7 separate regions of the Mus musculus genome follow, and regions 1, 2, 3, 4, 5 and 7 are each linked to region 6. Evidence: chromatin contacts called from public Hi-C, HiChIP or PLAC-seq and promoter capture Hi-C data. All regions are on one chromosome and are shown on one strand. The core of a region is the stretch at or near the end of the contact, and the rest is flanking DNA. Distances in the headings are between cores, read along the strand shown. Region 1 overlaps Ahi1 (Abelson helper integration site 1). Region 2 overlaps Ahi1 (Abelson helper integration site 1). Region 3 has its middle 48 kb from the start of Platr6. Region 4 has its middle 29 kb from the start of Platr6. Region 5 overlaps Ahi1 (Abelson helper integration site 1). Region 6 holds the start of Aldh8a1 (aldehyde dehydrogenase 8 family, member A1). Region 7 holds the start of Platr6 (a long non-coding RNA gene).

Region 1 (2,700 bases), core at 92-2,591, 350 kb before region 6:
GAGGGTTCCAAAACAGTAGGCTATGTGAGGAGTAGTGAATTCACACTTGATGATATTCTGATACCTACCATGTGTAAAGCCTTCTAGTTGGTGTGTTAATCAGTTCTTGATTTGTCCTGTTTATACTCTGGAGATTTGTGGAACTATCAGACTATAACATCTTGAATGGGAAGTTCAAATGTAAAATTGGAAGGCTAGGGCAGGTATAACAGAGCTACTACATATGTGACAGAAGTAAATATAACAACCAATCTGACAGGAGATGTTCTGTCTCACAGTTGTGTAGTGGGACACTGATTGCCATGACAACGTTGCTGTGAGTGGGTGTGGGGTCCTCAGAGCTTCTGTGACTCACTGCCAGTCTTCCTGGGAAGGCTTTAGATTCACCTTTGACACCGCCAGCCTTTCTGTTGTTAACCTTCCGCAGAGCTCTCTGGTTCTGTGTTCTGCCTCACAGCTGATGGGTTGCCCGGTTCTCTCTGATAACTTCTCATCGTTCTGTGCCGTGGGTGGGTGCATTGCATCCTGCTAAGACTTCCAGAGTTTCTGTTCGGAGGTTTCCTGTCTTCGGTTGCTTTTATTCGCTTCTGTGTTTTTCTTCATGCCAATGGCTTTTCTTTATTTGTTGTAAATTTCTAAAGATGAAGGACTAGTTGTATGACTTACCTATTCTAATGTGTGGACAGCTGTAATCTCACTCATTCATTTGCCCACGCATACTTATTAAAACTTTACATTTGTGGCTAGGACAAACAATGTGCAGTTTATATTTAGGATAAACAAGAAAACTATGTCAGGACACTTGCCAAAGTGAGAACAGCTGGCTGGGGCTGCACGCTAGCAGCCTTCGCTCTTCCAGTGTTACTTTTGGAGACTGCTTCTGCTTCTCCTGGCTGCCCCCAGGAGAAGTGCTGGGCAAACCCCTGTTATTTAGGGCTTTCAGCCTACTTGGCTTTTTTTCTAACCTTCGAATCTTTATTTATCCCAGGGTTCTTTCAGTTTGACTTCGACCAGATGTGCTGGTTACAGGTTCATAGCTTTTATCATAGCAAAGATGACATCCACATGAACGACCTCACACACTCCAAAGGAAAGTCTGTCCCTACATGTTCCTAGACATTTTCCATTGTATGAAAGTTTAACATTTCTAATATATTCTTTTCAAGCTTACCAGTGGCCCTCGCAGCTGCTAATGCCAGTGGCCAGTTCTTCTCCTTATCTTCCTTGACCGATCACCAGCTTTGAATACATCTGGTTACTTCCTAATGCGTGGTTTCCTGGACACCACACTCTGTTGGGTTTTTTCTTATCTTGCGAGTCAGTCCTCTTTCTTTCCTTATGCTAGATGCTTCCTGGTCCCTGACAGGCTTAAATAGACTGTTCCCCCACAGCTCTGCTCTTTCTTCCCCTGCATATGCCAGCATCTTTGGTACTCAGGTAGCAGTGACTGTCTGATGTCTTAGACTTATCCTAGTCATCTTTCCTGAGCTCCAGTTGTGCGCAGTCCATTATTGTAGCCCCTGAGCCTCATGTGAATGTTGAGTACATGAAATATCACTCGTGTGACTTAGGAACTCAAACCTTAATTTTAACACTGTGCATGGCCTGTGGGTACTGTATAGACTTCAGTTCTCTTCTGTCTACTTCTACTCAAGTCTATATCTGATCCCAAGAAAATCATTTGGTAAAGGATTGTTGCTTTAATTGGATGTGAGTAATGCTCTTAATTACAAACTTCCTTAGTTAAGAGTTTAGGATCTTTTATCAACATGACTCTGACACTATTACTAAAAGAAAGCGTTTGTAAATTCTACACTCCGGAGGCAGAGGCAGGAGGATCCGGAGCTAAAGATCAGGAGGGAGTTTGAGGCTAGCTTGGCCAGCAACTTTCACAGAAATTGTGTTTATCTCCTACTTCTATCAGTTAGGTCAGAGCATGAGAGTCTAGTAGCAGTTAGCAGAGAGAATTTAGTCTGTACATAAGCTATGGCCTTGAGTGGTCTTTTTTATATTAGAGATGAAAAGTAATATTTACTTTTCAAATAAAAATATGTAAAGTTCTCTAATTTTCCACTACATTTTAGAAAGGGAAACAAAGCCCTGTGTTCAATGACGCACACTTCAGGAATCTCGTCTGAATTCTTCCTCAAATGATCCATGGGTATTATTTCAAAAGAGAGCTTTGTAGGTGTACTGACTAAAACTGTTAGGCGGCAAAACCTCTTCCGTTCCATCAGCTGAAGCGGAGGACTGAATAATCAATCAGGCCAAAGTGCTCCGTGCCTGTGAGTTAGCACTGTGCCTCCAGGGAGGAAGAGAGGGGACTTTGGTTCACTCAAGGCGGGGTGAGAGGAGCAAGGAGAGGAGGCTCTGGTAAAATGGCTGAGTCATGTTGACATGAGAACAAGACTTTCACTGTCTTAATAGGCTTTCTTCAACCATTGATTGCATTTTACCATCTTTATAGTTTTCAAATGAAGTTGACAACTTCGCATATTTTCACATAATAAGGCATATAAATTAATATTAGAATTCATTTCAAAGTACTCAAATTTAGGACAAGTTGTTCTTTACTTTCTTTTCTGATAATAAACTTACTGCGTGTTTTTTTAAAGAAAATGAGTACAGCCTTGTCCTCAGGCCACTCGTTCACTGCTCGCAGCTCCCATGATGCTTTGCGGTGAGAGCCTCCCCTCCCCT
Region 2 (2,700 bases), core at 89-2,588, 410 kb before region 6:
CACTCCGAATTCACAGTGTACACAGCACTCACTCTCTGCAACATTTCCTCTTCACCCATTAAGTAGGGACAAAAAGCTCATCTGAACTGCTCAGATTTTAAACTTTTTCCTAAGAATCTCCATCAATCTGCTTATCTTGGTTTTTGTTTAATTGGCTTTTTCAATAGACCTTTCAAAGAAGGTAGACTAAAATATTGAAAAATGAAGTGGACAGTTAGAATTAACTTATCTTAGAATGATTTCGAGTCTTAAAGACTGTAAAACATATTATTTTATCCATGAAAACTATGAATGTAGTCTTGGAGCTCCAGCTACTGCGGAGGCTGAGGCAGGGTAGCCACAAGCACAAGACCTGCTTGAGCTCCAGAGTTGAGTCTGGGTAGGCTACCTTCCAGTGGAAAGGAGGAGGGCAACGCTAGGGACGCATCTGTAGTAGCAGACACTTGCGGAGCATATGGAAGACCGCAGGAGATGACTGACAAGTGGGAAGCACGCCTGTGCTCAGTGATGTGTATATTACTCCTTCCCAGGATTAGCTCAGACAAGTGTGTGCTGTCCTCATTGTTTCTGCAGCGCGCCTCCTGGTACCACAGTGTAAGTACTTGCACAGTCTGCAGTCACTTATGCGGAAAAGAGTGCTTGTAGGCAATGTTGGTAAAGCCACTTGTCAAAGAAGCCCAGAGTGCCTAACCCCTAGGCTCATCTGCCTTTTTCTTCAGAAACCTAACAAATCTCACCCTTTCAGAAAAGCTAATAATTTACACAAATTCTTACTTTAAGCTTCTGGGAGCCAATGGGAATGCAAACATCAACTCAAAACTTCGCCTGCAGCTCTACTACCCACCGACTAAGCCTCGATCCCAGCTAAATGTCGTCGAGGTTTTTGAATGGTGGTCCAAGTGTCCAAGAAATCGTTATCCATCAACATTGTATGTAACCGTACGAGGATTGAAAGTCCCGGACTGTGTAAGTTAATAGTGTCTATAAATGTATCTCCTCAGTTGAAATTAAGGATGGCATAATGTATTTTCCATGTTTAAAAATCTCAGTTCTCAGAATTATTTTAACAGATTTTTTGGTTACACATTAAGTTTATAACAGTTGATAGTTAGATGAACTTTAAGTTTTAAAGTAGACTTCATTGTTTAAAAAACCTCTTTTGGCAAACTTTCATATTTTGTAGTTAAAAATAAAAAGATGAAAAGTTGGTCCTGGGAAACCTTTTATTATAAAGGGCAAGAAATACAGTGTAGGCCTTGAGCCAGACTCTGCAGGCTACAGCTACTCCCCCTCAGGTGAGAGAGCAGCCATAGAAACAGTAAGACAGAAGGCCTTCATGTGTGCAGGATATCTTTATCTGTAACAGTAATGGAGCAGATGTCGCACATGGGCTGTCCTTGCAGACCTCTGGGTTGCATTCTTCACACTGGAGTCATTCAGATAAGCAGCAGTAGATCGCATCTGTACTGCTGCTGCCTTCCGATAAACATTACGAATGATCTCATCATGAAGGATCCGAAGATGAAGCTTTTGTCTTTTTAATATTAACCTTTCAGGTGAGCTTCACATTCCACAGCTGCTGTCATGTGCTGTGAGCACAGAGCTGATTTCCATTCGTCTAAATGGAGTTAAATAAAATATATCAGGGGATAGATTGGTCTTTTTTTTGTTTTGGTTTTGGTTTTGGTTTTGGTTTTTCCGAGACAGGGTTTCTCTGTGTAGCCCTGACTGTCCTGGAGTTCACTCTGTAGACCAGGCTGGCCTCGAACTCAGAAATCCACCTGCCTCTGCCTCTGCCTTACTGGGATTAAAGGCATGAGATAGATTGTTCTTTAATCTCAGATTTTTTTATATTAGTTTTGTGATTGTATCTAAGCCAGCAATATCATGTTCTATCAGAGCCATAGCATAGAACTAGGCAGGTATTTGTGAAGAGGTAGACACAGGGGACAGCTATCAAAAACACTTTGTGCATCCGGGTGTGGCTACAAGCCTGTTACCCTAGCACGTGGGAAGTGGATTAGAGAACACAAAGCCCACTTCATACACAGCAAGGTCGAGGCAGCCTGAGCTACCTGTGACACTCTCTCAAAACTAGAACAAATAATGTAATAACAGTAAGAAGTATAGCCATTTTTACTATTGGAGTCTACTATTTTTTTTTCCAAACTTTTAAAGCTTTGTGATTATAGAAGCATAGTTCAAATAGCTTTTATTTACTTAAAGTATTATACAAATGAAAACAAAATCTGGCTGTATTTTGAAAAGTTTCCATACCATTTTTCAGTATTTTCATTATATTTTGTTTTGTCCAAGACAGGGTTTCACTGTGTAGTCTAGCTGTCCTGTAACTCATTCTGTAGGCCAAATCACGCTGTCCTAAAACTCTCAGAGATGCCCCTGCCTCCTGCAACTGAGTGCTGGGATTAAAGGTGTGTGCCACCACACCAGGCTCTGTCACAGTACTGTAAAAACAATAAGAAGGAGAATCAGCTGTGACAAGCCTCGTGACCTCCACTTGACCCCATGACAGGAGTGAGCCAGTTCCCACAAGTGTGCCATGGCTTGTGTGTGTTTGTGCACATGTTTAATTTAACAATTGAACATGACGTTCATTTTCTCGTTTTCCACACATATTTAGATAAAGCCATCTTACCGCTCTATGATGGCTCTCCAGGAGGAAAGGGGTACACCAGTGTA
Region 3 (2,700 bases), core at 69-2,568, 430 kb after region 6:
GGTGTTAGCCTTCTGTCTAAACATCCCCCCACAGTTACCTGGCAACAGCCAGATGTGCCTGACCCACTATAAAAGGGGCTGCTTGCCCCCTTCCTCCCCCTTTTACTCTGCTTCCCTCTTGCTTCTCTCTTGCCCTGTTAGGATCTTCCCTTCCCCCTCTCTCCAGGTGTCCATGGTCAGCCTCTCTTCTCTTCTCTTCTCTTCTCTTCTCTTCTCTTCTCTTCTCTTCTCTTCTCTTCTCTTCTCTTCTCTTCTCTTCTCTTCTCTCCCCTCCCCTCCCCTCCCCTTCCCTCCCCTCCCCTCCCCTCTCCCTCCCTTTCCCTCTCTCTCTCCCTTTCCCCTTCCCCCTCCCACCTCCCCCTCCCCTTCCTCCTTTCCTCTCCCTGTCTCTGCCTCTACTACCCTCTTAGCTCCCCTCCCCATGCCCTGAATAAATTCTATTCTATACTATACTGTCGTATGGCTGGTCTCTCAGGGCAAAGGGATGCCTTGGTATGTGCCCACTGAGGCACACCCCAATAGAACATGTCTTATACCTCTTTATCTTTTTATAAACACATCAGTTGGCACAATTCTTCTTTGTTAGCATTGTTGTTCTGCCTCCTGGGTTCAGAAGGAAGGGCAAGGCGACACTGGTATCCTGCACCTCTGTCCCAGGCTGGTCATTCTCTTGAGCAGTGCTTCTCAACCTGTGGGTCTTGACCCTTTGGGTCCCATATCAGATATGTACATCATGACTCATAACAGTAGCCAGGTTATAGTTATGAAGTGTCAATGGAAATGATTCTATGGCTGGGGGTCACCACAGCATGAGGAACTGTGTTAAAGGGTAGAAGCATACGGAAGGCTGAGAGCAGCCATTACAGAGCTTCACACACACAGACTGAGAGAGACCACCCCAACCTCACCCTCTCCTAAAGCGGCATCAGCTTTTGGGGTCAGCGGTTTACTTCATGATCATATGAAATGTGACTCGAGAATAAAACTACTTTCTACCAACAGGCATATGGAGTAGCATGTGAACTTTAGTTTTCCTTAAGGTGACACAGGGAGACCGCTGCAATTTTAGTCTGACCCTACTCCGTCAAAAGAAAACTTAATGTGAAAAAAAAAGAGGTTATTTTAAGATCAAAATTCCTTCTGGTATTTGAATGACTCATCCTGGTGTTTGTGCAATTAATTTAATTTGCCCCAGAGCTGCCTTTATTTGCTTGTTGTCGTGACGTCAGGCTAAATCTCACTTTGTGGTATCAGTCTCGCAGACACACTACCACGTCTCCTTCCTATTTTTGGCTGCTTAGGGTTAAGCAGTGTGGTAATTGTGATGGATCTGCGTCTTTCCCTTGGATGGGAGCTGTAGTCTGACCAAGGCTATTTTCTTCCTCTTCCCACAGACCAGTTCATAAATGGCCAGGCCTGGCCTGTCTGTGCTGATGAGAAACACAGAGCAGACCCCCGGACTTTTGTGATGCCAGATGTCACTTAAGGTTCTGGGGCCAGGTGGTGGTGGTGCATGCTTTAAATCTTAGCACTCAGGAGGCAGAGGCAGGTGGATCTCTGAGTTCAAGGCCAGCCTGGTCTACAGAGTGAGTTTCAGGACATCCTGAGCAACACAGAGAAACTCTGGGGAAACAAGTTAGCTGTGTGCTTTCTTCACACTCTATTACAGAAACAAAACAGAACAAACCAATGAACAAAAACCACTGGACTTTGGTTAAAGTGGGAAAGGCTAAATTTAGCTAAAGACATTTTATGCCAAAAGCTTCCAAGAATGGAACTAGAAATGTACAAGTCTCTGGAGTCATCAGCCAGTTAAAGCAAATGGCCCAGGACACTTCAGGATTCGTTCAGAGCTAGATACAGTTCTCTGAATAGCCGCACTCCATGGAATCTCGGGACTAATTCCACGTGGTTCTACAATGTGCCTCTGTAGGCATCCCTGCTGGAGTGCAGATAAAGAGAGATCACACTAGCTACCTCACTGACACTCACTGAATGTGCCTTACCCCTAGATTGCTCTGTTATTCAGAATGAAATGCAGTGGATCCCCAGGACCCCTCAGTCTTCAACTGTTCCCTTCAAGACTGCAGATGTTGCTGAGACATCCTTACTGGTGCTGGTTCCTTTATCCTTGGCTACATCATAGCTGTTTTATTAAAACCAAGCACCGAGTTGATCAGCGTTCCATGAAAACATTCAGGATATCAGACGAGTGTTCTAGTCTAAATATAAACACCTAGCACGCCCCGTACATTGTCAACAATTCAGAAAAGTTGCTGGGTGAGAGGATATAGGCATATCTCAATGTGTAAACTTGCCTTAGACTAAGATGCTCATACTAACAGGTATGTAGGATGGCCTGAAGACCTGTGTTAGTAACCTTAGGAAAGGCTGTGCAGGACATGGTTTTTAGCATGTTGTGCTTTAATTCTCATGAGTCTGAGAAAAGGGTATGTATTACTTTCAGACTTTTACACATGTCTTAATGGTTCAGGAAGAGTAAGTAAGTGGTCAAAAAAAAAAGTAGAAGTTTTTATCTTAAACTTAAAAGAGCAGACCTTGGCCTGGGACCATGGCTCACTTGGCAAAGCACCTGAGTCTGGATTCTCAGGACCCATGTGAAGACTGCATCGACGTGGCAGCGCACACGTGTAACCCTAGTGCTGGGTTGAGGCTCTGAGACAGGTGGATGCCAGTAGC
Region 4 (2,700 bases), core at 94-2,593, 450 kb after region 6:
TTAACCACCACTGGGGAGCACTCCTTTGCTCCCCAGTCACAAATGGTGGAATTTAGATCCTTTGCAACTCCTTAATATTTTGATTTTTATGATAATATGGCAACTTAAAAAGGTTTAAATTTAAATAACTATAAGTTTTTCAAAATTACTCCAAAAATTAAAGTGTGCTGTTCCAAAAAAAAAAAAAAGTCCTGAACTCAAGGTACAATTCCTAATCCCATCCATAATGCTATGTGTATGATAAATCATTAATAAATTCAATACAATAAAAGTAACATAGTGCCTGATATTTGGGAGACATGAGAGATTTTAAAAACATAGTTTGTGGTTGAATAAATAATACATAAGATGGAAAATTAAGCAAATCGAAGTAGCTCTCTCATATTCTTATTGCCTTTGCTTCTTTTCTAAAGGAGGTTTGTTAATGAACAGAAAGTAGCATAGCTAAGGAAAAAATAATAACTAAACAAGTGCATAATCTTCAGAGGGTAAGAATATGCATCACACACTATAAAAAGCTGGTAAGATACAATGAGGTATTTCAGTACATAAGGCAAATAGGCCTAATCTATATTTTTTCTAACCTAATTATAAAAACTAAGTGGGATCCAGGCCGGTGGCTCACACCTAGAATCCTATAATACACCTATAATGAGGGAGGCAGGAAAGGAGGGTCAGAAGCTCAGGGCAGCCTATGCTACATGGCAATTTGGAGGCCATCCTGGGCTGCGGAGAGCACATCTTTGAAAATATGTTCCCTTACAAGTAGGCTACAATACATAGGGATTCTCCAACAAACATTTATTGATCACACATGCAGAGCTAAGTGCAAAACCAGGGACTGGCGATCAATACGGCAGGCATGCTTCAGCCTGAGGAAGCTTTGTTCAGATAATGTTGTACAAAAGCCGATTATGAAAGAGAGAAGATTCCGCCTAGGGTAGAAAGTAAGGCCGTGCTTCAAGGAGGGCTGGGGGCAGAGCTGCTCTGTGTTGGACAAGAATGGGGAGCTCAGGGCCCTGTCCGCCCCTGTTCCTTCTGTCCTATGGGACTCTATTCAGCAAGTTCAAAAGCAGCGACTTTGTAAGCTTGACTGCATCACCTAGTGTCTGCTGGAAGGGAGGAGGGCCAGACTCTACCAAGCCTAGAAAAACATTTCCCATAATCCTCATTTAGGACTTTCACAGTGCTTTACAGAGTTAAGTGTTGGAATGCTGTCCCTCTATCATCCACCAGTGCAACCATTGAGCGCCTTCTGTGTGCAGAGCACCAGATCACAGAGGACAGCAAACAATAGCTGCTGCCCTTTTGCTTCTTTCCTTTGGGCTGGGCTTGCAGCTTCCAACCACTGGTGACTCAGTGAGTTCTGAGTGATTGCAGCTGTACATAAAAGGAAAGCGCGGAGCGGGAGGAGGGGTTGGGGGGAGGATGAAAGGAGGCCTTCCTCCGGGAAGTGGCATCTTTGCAGACCACCCATTCATTAGTAGGAATTAATTAGTCTAGGAATTGTAATCCAAATTCCTTCAAGGGATCAGGTGGGCGACACAAGCCTGTTCATCTAACCTGCAAGACTGTAAGAGATTTGACAGCCCAAGGCCAGCCGGAAGGAATCTACTGGCCTTAAGGCATTTCAATTCAAACTAAATCATTCTTCCGTAGCCAAACAAAAGACATCTGCAGCCAACCCCAGCAGAAGGACTGGCACCAAGGCTGTAGTGATTCAGACAGGAGCAACAGCGGGGTAAAGGCCCTGTGGCGGCAAGGAGCCAAAGAAGAGCTGGTATGAATAGAGATGGATCTCACGAGAGGGAGAGGGCTCCACAGGCAGAGAAAGGCCAAGAGCAGCCTCACTTGGGGTCTCATTGGCAGGTGAAGCCTTTGGCCCTCATACCAAGTACCCTTGGATACACTGAAGGTTCTAAACAAGGAGGCAGATTCCTCAGTGCTGTTTGGGTGCTATGCGTGAGGAAGACATGGTTTTTATGTGGTCCTGGCTGTCCTGGGACTTGTTACACAGATCAGCCTGGTCTGGAATTGGCAAGGATTCTCCCACCTTTGCCTTCCCCCAGAGCTGGCAGTATGTCCGTGTGTCGTATCATGGCCTGCTTTTAAAAAAGAAAAGAATATTTAAGTGTGTGTGTGTGTGTGTGTGTGTGTGTGTGTGTGTGTGTGAAGTCTCACTGTATAGCCAAGGCTGGCCTCCTACTGTACATCCCAGGTTAGCCTCAATTAGACCAATTGTGTTTATCTCTCAGAGGGGAAGCTCATGTTTCCTGTGTCTGAGGAGGAAAGTCCACTGTCACTGCCCTGGAAAGGACCAAGGGAAAGCTCTGTCCCTCACCCCACACATAAAGTCTTGAGTCTGCCTCTTTGATGTGGCCCTTGGATCACTTACCAGAGCCGTGAATTGTTAGACAGTCCCTGTCTTCAACAAATCCGTGTAACTGGGAGAGGGAACGCCTAAGGCATTGTGGCTCCAGCATGAAGGTATCAACCCCAAGTTACAGGGGTGCTGAGAACAGGGGCCTAAGCGGCCAGAGCTGGACTCTGCCTCCATGGCAAAAGCCGAGACTCATGGCTGAACTTCGCTTCAGTATCGAACAAACAACAGAAATCCCTCATTTTTTTTTTTTTTTGTAATGTAGTTATTGTTTGGAGATGATCTTATACAGATTTGTGTCAGTCAATATAAAAGAATGC
Region 5 (2,700 bases), core at 185-2,684, 380 kb before region 6:
CATGGATATTTTGCTCAAACTGTGTTTTCTCAGAATGAAGTTCACATGTGGTTTTACTGAGTTTTAATGATAAAAAGTTCAAAAGAAACAGAACAGCTAAGTTACTTTTAAAATAGCTTCTGAAATATTCAAGGAAAAAGAAGCAAGTTCTTTTTTTTTTTTTTTTTGTAAGTTAAATCAGCTCCAAGCGAGACCACAGTGGTAGCTAAATGTATCAGCCGTCTTTCCGTCCCAGCAGAATCTGTGAGAGTCAGCAAGGGTCTCTCCTGCTGAGCGCATGTTCAGCTTGTGGTCTTTGAGTCCCTCGTTCTACTGAAGTTTTGCTTTTTTTTTGTAAGAAGTGTAATTTTTACTTTCAGAAGGCAGTTTTATTTGTCTGATTTTGAAAGGGTTAATCATCTAGTAATACAAAGTTTAGTCACCGCGTACCACAAATAATGTGCATCGAGGGTTCCCACAACAAAGTACATCTCAGAGAAACGGTTTCTGCTGAATTAACTCCATGAAGCCAGGCGTTAGCAATAAATATTCTGTTATTAAACAGTGTTTGTCTACTTATGTCTCTAGGATGTTTTTGCACATTTAAGAATTATTAGTACCTAACAGCACTATGTATTAACACTATGAATATATCTGTTTAAAATTTTTCACTATGGTTTTATGACATAAGTGTTTTTACAGTTTTACAGGATCTAGGAGTTGAATCACTGAGAACTGGTTTATGTTTTGTTTGTTTGTGTTTTGTTTTGTTTTGTTTATTTGAGGCAGGGCTTCTCTTTGTAGCCCTGGCTATCTTGGAACTCACTCCATAGGTCAGTCTACCCTGGAACTCAAAGATCCACCTGCCTCTGTCTAAGATCAAAGGCATACACCACTATCGCTCAGCCAAAATTTATACTCTTATTTGCCTTCTAAATTTATTAGCAAACGACCTGCTATATTAGGTTTCAAATGGTAAAACTTTTCTCTATAGTATCAGTTTCTCTGGAATATGTAATTTTTGTGGAATTTTTATACCTTGTAGGAAGCAAAGATGTAGGCTTGTTTATTTGTTTATTATCAGCACCTAGCCTGAATGCTGACATACATGACTGTGTATGTTAAGTAGAGTCAAGTCTGTTTGGCAACCTCTTAAAATTGCTAACCCCAGGTAATGAGCCTGAGTTCTCACTAGGTGGCAGTGTCCCTTTCTGTGGCAGTGCAGACCTTTCCCAGCACCTGTTATGCACCAGGCTCACTTGAGCTGTAAACCCAAGGGTTGGACTCAGTTTACCTGCTCATTGCTGGTCCTTTCTCCTGTTTACAGAGGTGATTACACACCCGACAACCTTTAGTCAAACTAAAAGCCATTTCTACAATGACTTCTACAAGGACTTTAGAACTGGAATTCAGTGATCTGGAAACGATCTAGTCAGAAATAGACCGGTGATCTGCTTTGTCATGCTGGTAGCTTTATTTTTCACAGTGTGGCATGCTCTCCCATAGTTCAGGGACATAGACACATTTAAGTTCATAAAATTCTGTTACAGGCAAGCATGGAGGCACATGCATGGAATCCCAGTATTTGGAAGGTAGAGACAGGAGGGTCATGACTTCTAGGTCATCCTTGGGTACACAGAGCTTCCAAGGCTAGAGACCCCATCTCTCAAGTTGCTAATTGCCTATAGTGTTTATAAGGCACTGTGTTTAGCATAGACTTTGGCAGTGTGTGTTTGCATTAAGAATTAAACTTCTTACAGAATAGAGTTATTTCTTTTTTCTTTTTTAAAAGATTTATTATTATCCATAAGTACACTATAGCTGTCTTCAGACACCCCAGAAGAGGGCGTTAGATCTCATTACAAGTGGTTGTGAGCCACCATGTGGTTGCTCGAATTTGAACTCAGGCCCTTCAGAAGAGCAGTCAGTACTCTTACCTGCTGAGTCATCTCACCAGCCCAAGAGTTATTTCTTGAATTTTATGAAAATATAAGATGGCACCACTAGTGAATTTGGGATTATTGAGAACAGTGGCAGTCATAGCTAAGATCAAGTACTTTCTTATAGAATACTTCCCAAATACTTGAGAAAAAATCTCATTATTGTCACTATTAATGGATGATGAAACCAAGGCACCACAGAATGAAGTAACTCTCCTAAGGTCACAGAGTTGTGGGTAAAACTACCATTTGACTTCAGGCTGCCTGACTAATGTCTTCACAGGATAATACCTAGGTGATATAAATTTAATACCCACAGCGTATGTATCATTTAATGTCTTCCATATGTGATTAAAAGTCCAATTCAGATATTATAATTTTCATCCTTTCAGAAAATTACACCATTGTCGGGCGCCAGTCGTGGGGAAATAAAGGGGATGGGAGAAATGACCCACGTCCCACCAGAGCTCCGGGGCTCTAGGCGGACAGATGCGGGGAACCGGGGGAACTGCCGTGCACTCTCCATGCTGCCCGGGTGGGCGTTTGGCTGTGGGAAGCCACGGAACCCCAGTCTGCGGGGATGGAGAGGGAGCAGTCCGGGGTCCCTGGGCCTCAAGGAAGCCAGGGTCGACAGGTTCTAGCTCCGGGGCATCGCAGGACATCGCTGGATACTACAGAAGAGCTGAGAATGGGTGGGGGCACTGCGGGCAGCTCATTCTGCCCTGAGGCCAAAGGGAGAAGGGGCAGGGGTAGAAGGCACTGGGTAGTTCCCACGCATGTG
Region 6 (2,700 bases), core at 9-2,508:
CATTCTACAAGGTAGAAATACAGAGAATGGAAACACAGCAATACAGCAGCCAAAACATTTCCACAACTGGTGAAAGACAAAGCCAGTGGTAGAAAAGCAGCCTCTTCCAGTCACGGTTAAGAACAAATTCTCACCAAATGCACTGTGGTGAAAATGGGACGCCAAAGACGACAGACAGCCGTCAGTAGGTGGAGACGTGAAGTACAGGAAGGATGGGGAGATAGCAACATGGAGAACAGAAGGAACAAGACCTTCAGAGGGTTACTTGCAAAATACAAAACAAGCGCTATGATGCACAAGAGAGTTTGGTTATCCATGGAGCCTCAGCAGAGTGAACGGTGGTGTGTCCTGTCCTCTCAGAGGCCATGTGCTGGTCTGTTCAGCTGTGACAGAATAACTGAAAATCGATCACTTGAGAGAACCTGAATTCTTGTTGTTCTGGAGACTGGGAAGCCCATGATGTTGGTGTGAGGAGATTGTGTATGGTAAATATCCCCTGCCTCTGCCACTTCCTCACCAGGCAGGGCAGCTGTGCTCCTGCGGCAGAAGGCACAAATGACCCATAGCCTGTTTCGAAGGCACCACCGAGGCCGTGAGCAGCACCTTAACTCCAGGAGTGCCCACTTAAACACTGCCACTGGAGGGTTAAACGTGCCCGAATTCTGAGCGTTCAAACCACGGCATTGCCGGGTAGTGAAGACGGCTCCCTTGCTCCTGTGGCCAGTCCCTACAGGGACATGGATGCATCCTCCTGAGATGGACTCACAGGCTGTTAGGTGTAAATGTAGCTAAAGTTTCTTCTCATTTCCTGTCAGTACTTGAGTGTTCATGTGTGACCTTGGCCACATTGTGTAACCTTCCAGAGGCTCAATGCCTTCCCTAGAAAGGAGGAAGTAAGGATTGCTGCATGGGACAATATTCTGTGGAGCCAATTTTCTTTATGCTTTGCACTTCGTGTTTAAACAGTGGGCACTTATGGTGCAGTGCCGATAAAATCATCTCACACACACACACACACACACACACACACACAGTTGATATGAAAGGACAATCTGAAGACATTGTACATATGTAACTTGATGTTAGTTTAATGCAGTGCCCATTTCTCAGAATGGACCATGAGTTGCCTTCAAGAACCATCCGAGTTTGGAATCAGGAAAGTTCTGAAGCGCAGCGGGTCTCCTCCTCCCAGGTTCGGATATGCAAATGAGGACACTGGGCCTGGGGGTGAGATGAGGGTGTCCAAAGTCCTGAGGGCAGTCACAGAGGGCTGCTGTACACAGAGGGCACTTTCCTAACATGGCTGGAAAAAGGGAACTTTTGATGTTGGAGAACTTTATAGGTGGGAAGTTTTTACCCTGTAACTCATATATAGATTCTTACGATCCATCAACAGGGGAAGTTTATTGCAAAGTTCCAAACAGTGGGAAAGAAGAGGTAAGTCTATTCACTTGGGAAACTAAAACGTATTTACTGTGTTGACAAATTGTAGACAACCATTTTCTAAAACTAAAGGGGAGAGGATGAAGGAAAATGTAGCATTTTATAAGGTAGTTTATCATATGAATGGACTGGTCTGAGCTGGAATGGCTCTGAGTTTACTATGTTCAAGAGAAAGTTGTTAGCTGTGGGAACAGTGGTTTTAATGTTTGTAATTCTCAGACAGATTGTAATAGTTATAGAGAACTCTTACGATATGAAATGCATCCTTCTCTCTACAAAGTGCCCACTGGCTCCATGGGTTTATAAAAATAAATCTTGAAAACTTAAATTGGGAACAAAACAAAAGCCCAGTACTTTATTTTAGACCATCATCTGATAGTTCCTCATATCTCTGAGAATACCCAGTCTAATAAAGCCAGTTATTTGAGTAATGAAGCTGAAAATTAAACTCTCATGTCATTTCATTAAACTTAACAACTTAAAAAATGAGGGTTCATGTCCCTTTCTCTTTCCTTTTTCTTTCTTTTCTAGTTATGAAGAATTAAGTCACTTGGGGAATTTTGTAAAATGCTTGAGATATATTTAATGTTATGAATTATTGCACTGAGAATAAAAAATGTTTGGTGTGCTGAGTGACTGATGTGTGTGTGGTTACCAAATGCAAACCGCCCATTGTTTATTCTTTTCAAGGCACAAACAACTCGATTATAATATAATTCCAATCTTCCTATATAAATATATCTTATATGCCAAGTTTTTTCTTCAAAAATTCAACTTTTTTTCTTCACTGGTAAATTTTAAATCTGTCTTCTAGAGGAAAAAAACAACTTTAGACTCTGTACTAAAGTTTAAGAATATTGGGTAACTTGTTAGTTACATTGTAACCAGCAATTTTGCTTGCTTCCAATGACCCAAACTGCATGAGACCAAGGCTTCTCTTCTCCATCTCCTGGTGTTTCCAAAGTGAGGAGATGCAGGTGGAGTGTGGTACCGGCTGGCACTTCTTCAGGAAATAGAATAAAACATATTTGCTTTTGCTTTTCCAGTAATATGTATGTTTTATTTTCTCAGCAATCCAGTTTGCAAATATTTTGGGTTCCACAAAAGCTGTGTCTTTGTTGATTTTACAAGATATGTGCCGAATTTTGGGCCTGTGTGAGTGTGTGTGTGTGTGTGTGTGTGCGTGCTTGCTCGAGCGCGCTTGCTTGCATGCAGTGCAAACTGAGATAGTACAACCTGTAGACTTAATCTGAACCA
Region 7 (2,700 bases), core at 65-2,564, 480 kb after region 6:
AGCCCAGCCCAGCCCAGCCTAGCCTCCTTCCCATGCTCAGCCTGGATTCCTCTCTGCCCTCACTGTCTCTGCTCTTCCCTTCAGTATATTTATAGTTTGATTTTGTTGTTGTTTGAAATGGGTTTCACTATGGAGCCCAGGCTGGCCTTGGGATGACTTATGTGAGCCATGATAGCTGGCTAACATTTATTCTTTGAGAGCATTTGTTTGCTGCCTTCTACCAGCCTGACCTGGAATCACTTCAGGGATACTCTGAGGACAAGCCAGACCCCTTCACAAGCATCTATGCCCACTTCAGGATGAGCATGGTGCTTTGGCTAGTCAACAAGTCTTTGCTCAAATATACTAAAGATTGTAATCATCTTTTGAGGAACCTATCCTCTGCTTGAATACTAGAAGGCACCTTTTAAACAGCCTGTCGATAACGGGTTTCCTATCAAATTCTAACTTTAAAAAATGATTTTGCCATACATCATTTGCCTTTCAGTGCAGTCAATAAATTCACACAGTTTGGGGGTGGGGTGGGGAAAGAAGTATCCCAGTGTCTCCTTTTCAGGGCTATTACCACAGACAACCCTCCTGATAGCACACACCTGAGCATCTGGCTACTAGCCAGAAAGGAAAGCATTGCAGGCCTTGTATGCATCTTTTGCTCCCAGAGTTCTCAACCATTTCCCCATCTAAGTATCAGGCCTGACCCCCCTTAGCTTCTGATATCAAACAAGAACTTTTTCCTAAGGCTGAATAGGTACAGTACTTTGTGAGGATTCATGCAATCTGCAGTCAGGCACTGGAATTTGTTTCTGAGGGAGGAGGCATCCAAGAAGTCCTCTCGTGCTCCGCCCTGGCGCCTGCCCTGAGCGCACAGAGGCCAGCACGTCTGCACCCAGCCAGGAAAGGGCAGGGCAGGCACCACCAGCTTGGGACAGCGGCAGGATGCTCAGCCCCTTCCAGGCTCCGCTGCAGTCCCCAGGGACCAGAAGCTCTGACACCACTGAGCTTGTCCCGGGCCTTTGGCACAGTGTGAGGCCTGTTGGTTCTGGACATAGCCTTGCATAAACCCGGCACACTGCCCACAGCCTGTGCACTATAACTTTAGTGCTTGCTCTGGGACAACACGCTGCACAGCTATGAAGTATCAACTTTTCTTACCCTGTGCAGAGTGCCTACCTGCAATCTGTTTGAAATAATGCCTCCAATCTGGTGTGCAGCTCAATGGTGTGGACGTTTCTTTTGAGTTTAACATTACTGTTTCCATCTTGATTGGAGCAGTTTTCATTGGCAGGAAGCTCTCCGGAGACCAGGCCCAGTGAATTCCCCTGTCAATCACAGAGGGAGAGGAGAGGTAGATAGGGATCCAAGGCCCTTCTATTCCTGCCCCCACCTCCCACCCCCCACCCCCGCTCCACTGCCTGCTTTACATGAGGTAAATAATTGCCTGCCTGGGACTCTTTGGTGGTGTGGTTGCCTATGGGTTTGCTAAGGGAATCATCAGTGGAATAGCTTTCCATAAGTCTGTGCTGGGGGTGGGACTCTGCAGTGATGTAACTGCTGCCTTTAGCTACCCTATGTTTCTGCAAGTAAACCCAGTAGTTTCATCGGTTTGCCAAGATGGACTTGGGTCCATCAGTATCCTCCCTACCTGGGTTTTTCAGGAAAAAAAAAAAATGCCAAGACAAGCTGTATTGAACCTTCGACTCAAGGCTTGAGTGGCTCATAAACCATGATAAGAGCTCACTCGGCTTGCAGCTTGTCCGGTAGAAAGCGTCCTTGGCATGCGTAAGACCCTGCATTCAGTCCCTAACACCCCATAAAAGCAGGAGAGTTAATGCTTGCACTCGGGAAGCAGGAAAAGGGCCAAAAGGTCAAGGTCATCCTTGGCTAGTAGATGAAATCTCAAAGTAAACAAAGCAAACCATGACAATGATGACAGCTTTTAATGGTTTTCACATAGACCAACTCCATTAGCCCTACCAAGGGCTTTAAAAGAAGAAGCTGCCCTCCTCTGACTGATGAGGAAATAGAGATAAAGAGGGTCTGGGATGGGAAGGTTTATGCTGGCCTACGGTTTGAATCTGTCCAGGACACACAGAAACACACAGAGAGGGCTTCTAGGAAAAAAGGGTGCTGGTGAAAACAGAATTCCTGCGGAGCCCACTATGAGACTTACCCAAGTTTTAAACATACTAGTCACGGTGACTGCTAATTTAACTAAAAGATAAGGATTAGTTTGCAAAGGGGGACAGGGGAGATGGCGGGGTACTATAAACTTGGATTAGAGTCAGGGTGACAGTTTTTCTCTTTGGTGTGCTTTGCTTTCCTTGAAGTACAGACTAAAATGATAGTTTTAACTCTTCGAATAAAAAGGATTCAGACAGTTTCCTAATGGTACCAGGAATATGGCCCCAGGTGAAGACTCCCTGTTTCTACTTTTGTTTATTCCTCTTCCTATCCCTCCTCACACCAAACCTTTGCTATGTAGCCCAGGCTGGCCCAGACATCACAATCGTCCAGACCCAGCCTTCTCAGGGCTGGCAAAAGTGAGTTCGGTACATAATCTTAAGTGAAGAGTATACTTAGGTCCATCTTGTATCACTGGCTGTCCTAATTCCGGCTTTTACCTCCTATAAATCAGCTCAGCGCCTTTGCTCTGCCGTTCTGACCCCCAGCTAGTTAAGTGATGCTTCCATTGCCCTCTTC

The links. Promoter capture Hi-C pulls out the DNA fragments that hold promoters and counts their contacts. Hi-C and Micro-C count contacts between places; a contact is called where the count stands out from the background. HiChIP or PLAC-seq counts read pairs in DNA pulled down with a chosen protein or histone mark. Capture Hi-C pulls out chosen DNA fragments and counts their contacts.
Region 1: a promoter capture Hi-C map of embryonic stem cells shows a contact between it and region 6, with 9 times the contacts expected there. The contact joins the enhancer-like site here to the promoter of Aldh8a1 in region 6. A contact is called at or near these places in 9 of 39 promoter capture datasets (the C10 cell line, the HPC-7 cell line, embryonic stem cells and 3 more) and 1 of 9 other capture datasets (pancreatic islet).
Region 2: a Hi-C map of the G1E-ER4 cell line shows a contact between it and region 6, with 6 times the contacts expected there. The contact joins the enhancer-like site here to the promoter of Aldh8a1 in region 6. A contact is called at or near these places in 12 of 39 promoter capture datasets (the 3T3-L1 cell line, the C10 cell line, the HPC-7 cell line and 5 more), 3 of 15 datasets of contacts at CTCF or cohesin (the G1E-ER4 cell line, large pre-B cells and pro-B cells), 9 of 484 Hi-C or Micro-C datasets (the F1.1 cell line, the G1E-ER4 cell line, the HPC-7 cell line and 3 more), 1 of 115 datasets of contacts at active chromatin or transcription factors (acute myeloid leukemia) and 3 of 9 other capture datasets (embryonic stem cells, liver and macrophages).
Region 3: a contact with region 6 is called in a FOXA1 HiChIP or PLAC-seq map of pancreatic cancer cells. The contact joins the enhancer-like site here to the promoter of Aldh8a1 in region 6. A contact is called at or near these places in 15 of 39 promoter capture datasets (the 3T3-L1 cell line, the C10 cell line, the HPC-7 cell line and 7 more), 1 of 15 datasets of contacts at CTCF or cohesin (the NIH/3T3 cell line), 4 of 484 Hi-C or Micro-C datasets (the NIH/3T3 cell line, embryonic fibroblasts and embryonic stem cells), 2 of 115 datasets of contacts at active chromatin or transcription factors (embryonic fibroblasts and pancreatic cancer cells) and 1 of 9 other capture datasets (embryonic stem cells).
Region 4: a contact with region 6 is called in a FOXA1 HiChIP or PLAC-seq map of pancreatic cancer cells. The contact joins the enhancer-like site here to the promoter of Aldh8a1 in region 6. A contact is called at or near these places in 19 of 39 promoter capture datasets (the 3T3-L1 cell line, the C10 cell line, the HPC-7 cell line and 11 more), 3 of 484 Hi-C or Micro-C datasets (the G1E-ER4 cell line and embryonic fibroblasts), 7 of 115 datasets of contacts at active chromatin or transcription factors (the NIH/3T3 cell line, embryonic stem cells, extraembryonic endoderm stem cells and 2 more) and 2 of 9 other capture datasets (adipose tissue and embryonic stem cells).
Region 5: an H3K27ac HiChIP or PLAC-seq map of acute myeloid leukemia shows a contact between it and region 6, with 5 times the contacts expected there. The contact joins the enhancer-like site here to the promoter of Aldh8a1 in region 6. A contact is called at or near these places in 10 of 39 promoter capture datasets (the C10 cell line, the HPC-7 cell line, embryonic stem cells and 4 more), 1 of 15 datasets of contacts at CTCF or cohesin (pro-B cells), 7 of 484 Hi-C or Micro-C datasets (the F1.1 cell line, the G1E-ER4 cell line, the HPC-7 cell line and 4 more), 3 of 115 datasets of contacts at active chromatin or transcription factors (acute myeloid leukemia and embryonic stem cells) and 2 of 9 other capture datasets (embryonic stem cells and macrophages).
Region 7: a contact with region 6 is called in a promoter capture Hi-C map of adipose tissue, with 4 times the contacts expected there. The contact joins the promoter of Platr6 here to the promoter of Aldh8a1 in region 6. A contact is called at or near these places in 6 of 39 promoter capture datasets (the 3T3-L1 cell line, HPC-7-derived erythroid cells, embryonic stem cells and 2 more), 2 of 484 Hi-C or Micro-C datasets (the AML12 cell line and the G1E-ER4 cell line), 4 of 115 datasets of contacts at active chromatin or transcription factors (embryonic stem cells and pancreatic cancer cells) and 3 of 9 other capture datasets (adipose tissue, embryonic stem cells and liver).

Annotation. Positions count from the first base shown.
Region 1 is chr10:21,025,685-21,028,384 of GRCm38.p6, forward strand. The region is part of intron 18 of Ahi1 (Abelson helper integration site 1); the gene reads left to right. Among named protein-coding and RNA genes, the nearest start is that of Gm20149, 17 kb to the right of the region's middle. Within about 2 kb of position 1,342, at least 51 of the 459 cell types and tissues checked have an H3K27ac peak or open chromatin away from gene starts, as enhancers often do. A contact at or near this core is called in the HPC-7 cell line, embryonic stem cells and hematopoietic stem and progenitor cells, where this site is marked.
Region 2 is chr10:20,968,208-20,970,907 of GRCm38.p6, forward strand. It overlaps Ahi1 (Abelson helper integration site 1), which reads left to right. Exons shown (of 24, transcript NM_026203.3): 7 at 781-966; 8 at 2,642-2,700. Among named protein-coding and RNA genes, the nearest start is that of Ahi1, 17 kb to the left of the region's middle. Within about 2 kb of position 1,339, at least 11 of the 459 cell types and tissues checked have an H3K27ac peak or open chromatin away from gene starts, as enhancers often do. A contact at or near this core is called in the G1E-ER4 cell line and hematopoietic stem and progenitor cells, where this site is marked.
Region 3 is chr10:21,808,448-21,811,147 of GRCm38.p6, forward strand. No RefSeq gene overlaps it. Among named protein-coding and RNA genes, the nearest start is that of Platr6, 48 kb to the right of the region's middle. Within about 2 kb of position 1,319, at least 9 of the 459 cell types and tissues checked have an H3K27ac peak or open chromatin away from gene starts, as enhancers often do. A contact at or near this core is called in pancreatic cancer cells, where this site is marked.
Region 4 is chr10:21,827,863-21,830,562 of GRCm38.p6, forward strand. No RefSeq gene overlaps it. Among named protein-coding and RNA genes, the nearest start is that of Platr6, 29 kb to the right of the region's middle. Within about 2 kb of position 1,344, at least 70 of the 459 cell types and tissues checked have an H3K27ac peak or open chromatin away from gene starts, as enhancers often do. A contact at or near this core is called in the G1E-ER4 cell line, the NIH/3T3 cell line, embryonic fibroblasts and 4 more, where this site is marked.
Region 5 is chr10:20,991,672-20,994,371 of GRCm38.p6, forward strand. The region is part of intron 15 of Ahi1 (Abelson helper integration site 1); the gene reads left to right. Among named protein-coding and RNA genes, the nearest start is that of Ahi1, 40 kb to the left of the region's middle. Within about 2 kb of position 1,435, at least 27 of the 459 cell types and tissues checked have an H3K27ac peak or open chromatin away from gene starts, as enhancers often do. A contact at or near this core is called in the G1E-ER4 cell line, the HPC-7 cell line, acute myeloid leukemia and 2 more, where this site is marked.
Region 6 is chr10:21,376,042-21,378,741 of GRCm38.p6, forward strand. It overlaps Aldh8a1 (aldehyde dehydrogenase 8 family, member A1), which reads left to right and starts at 1,259. Exons shown (of 7, transcript NM_178713.4): 1 at 1,259-1,437. The coding sequence starts at 1,300.
Region 7 is chr10:21,856,924-21,859,623 of GRCm38.p6, forward strand. Platr6 (a long non-coding RNA gene) reads right to left here and starts at 1,315. Exons shown (of 5, transcript XR_001779731.1): 1 at 1,171-1,315.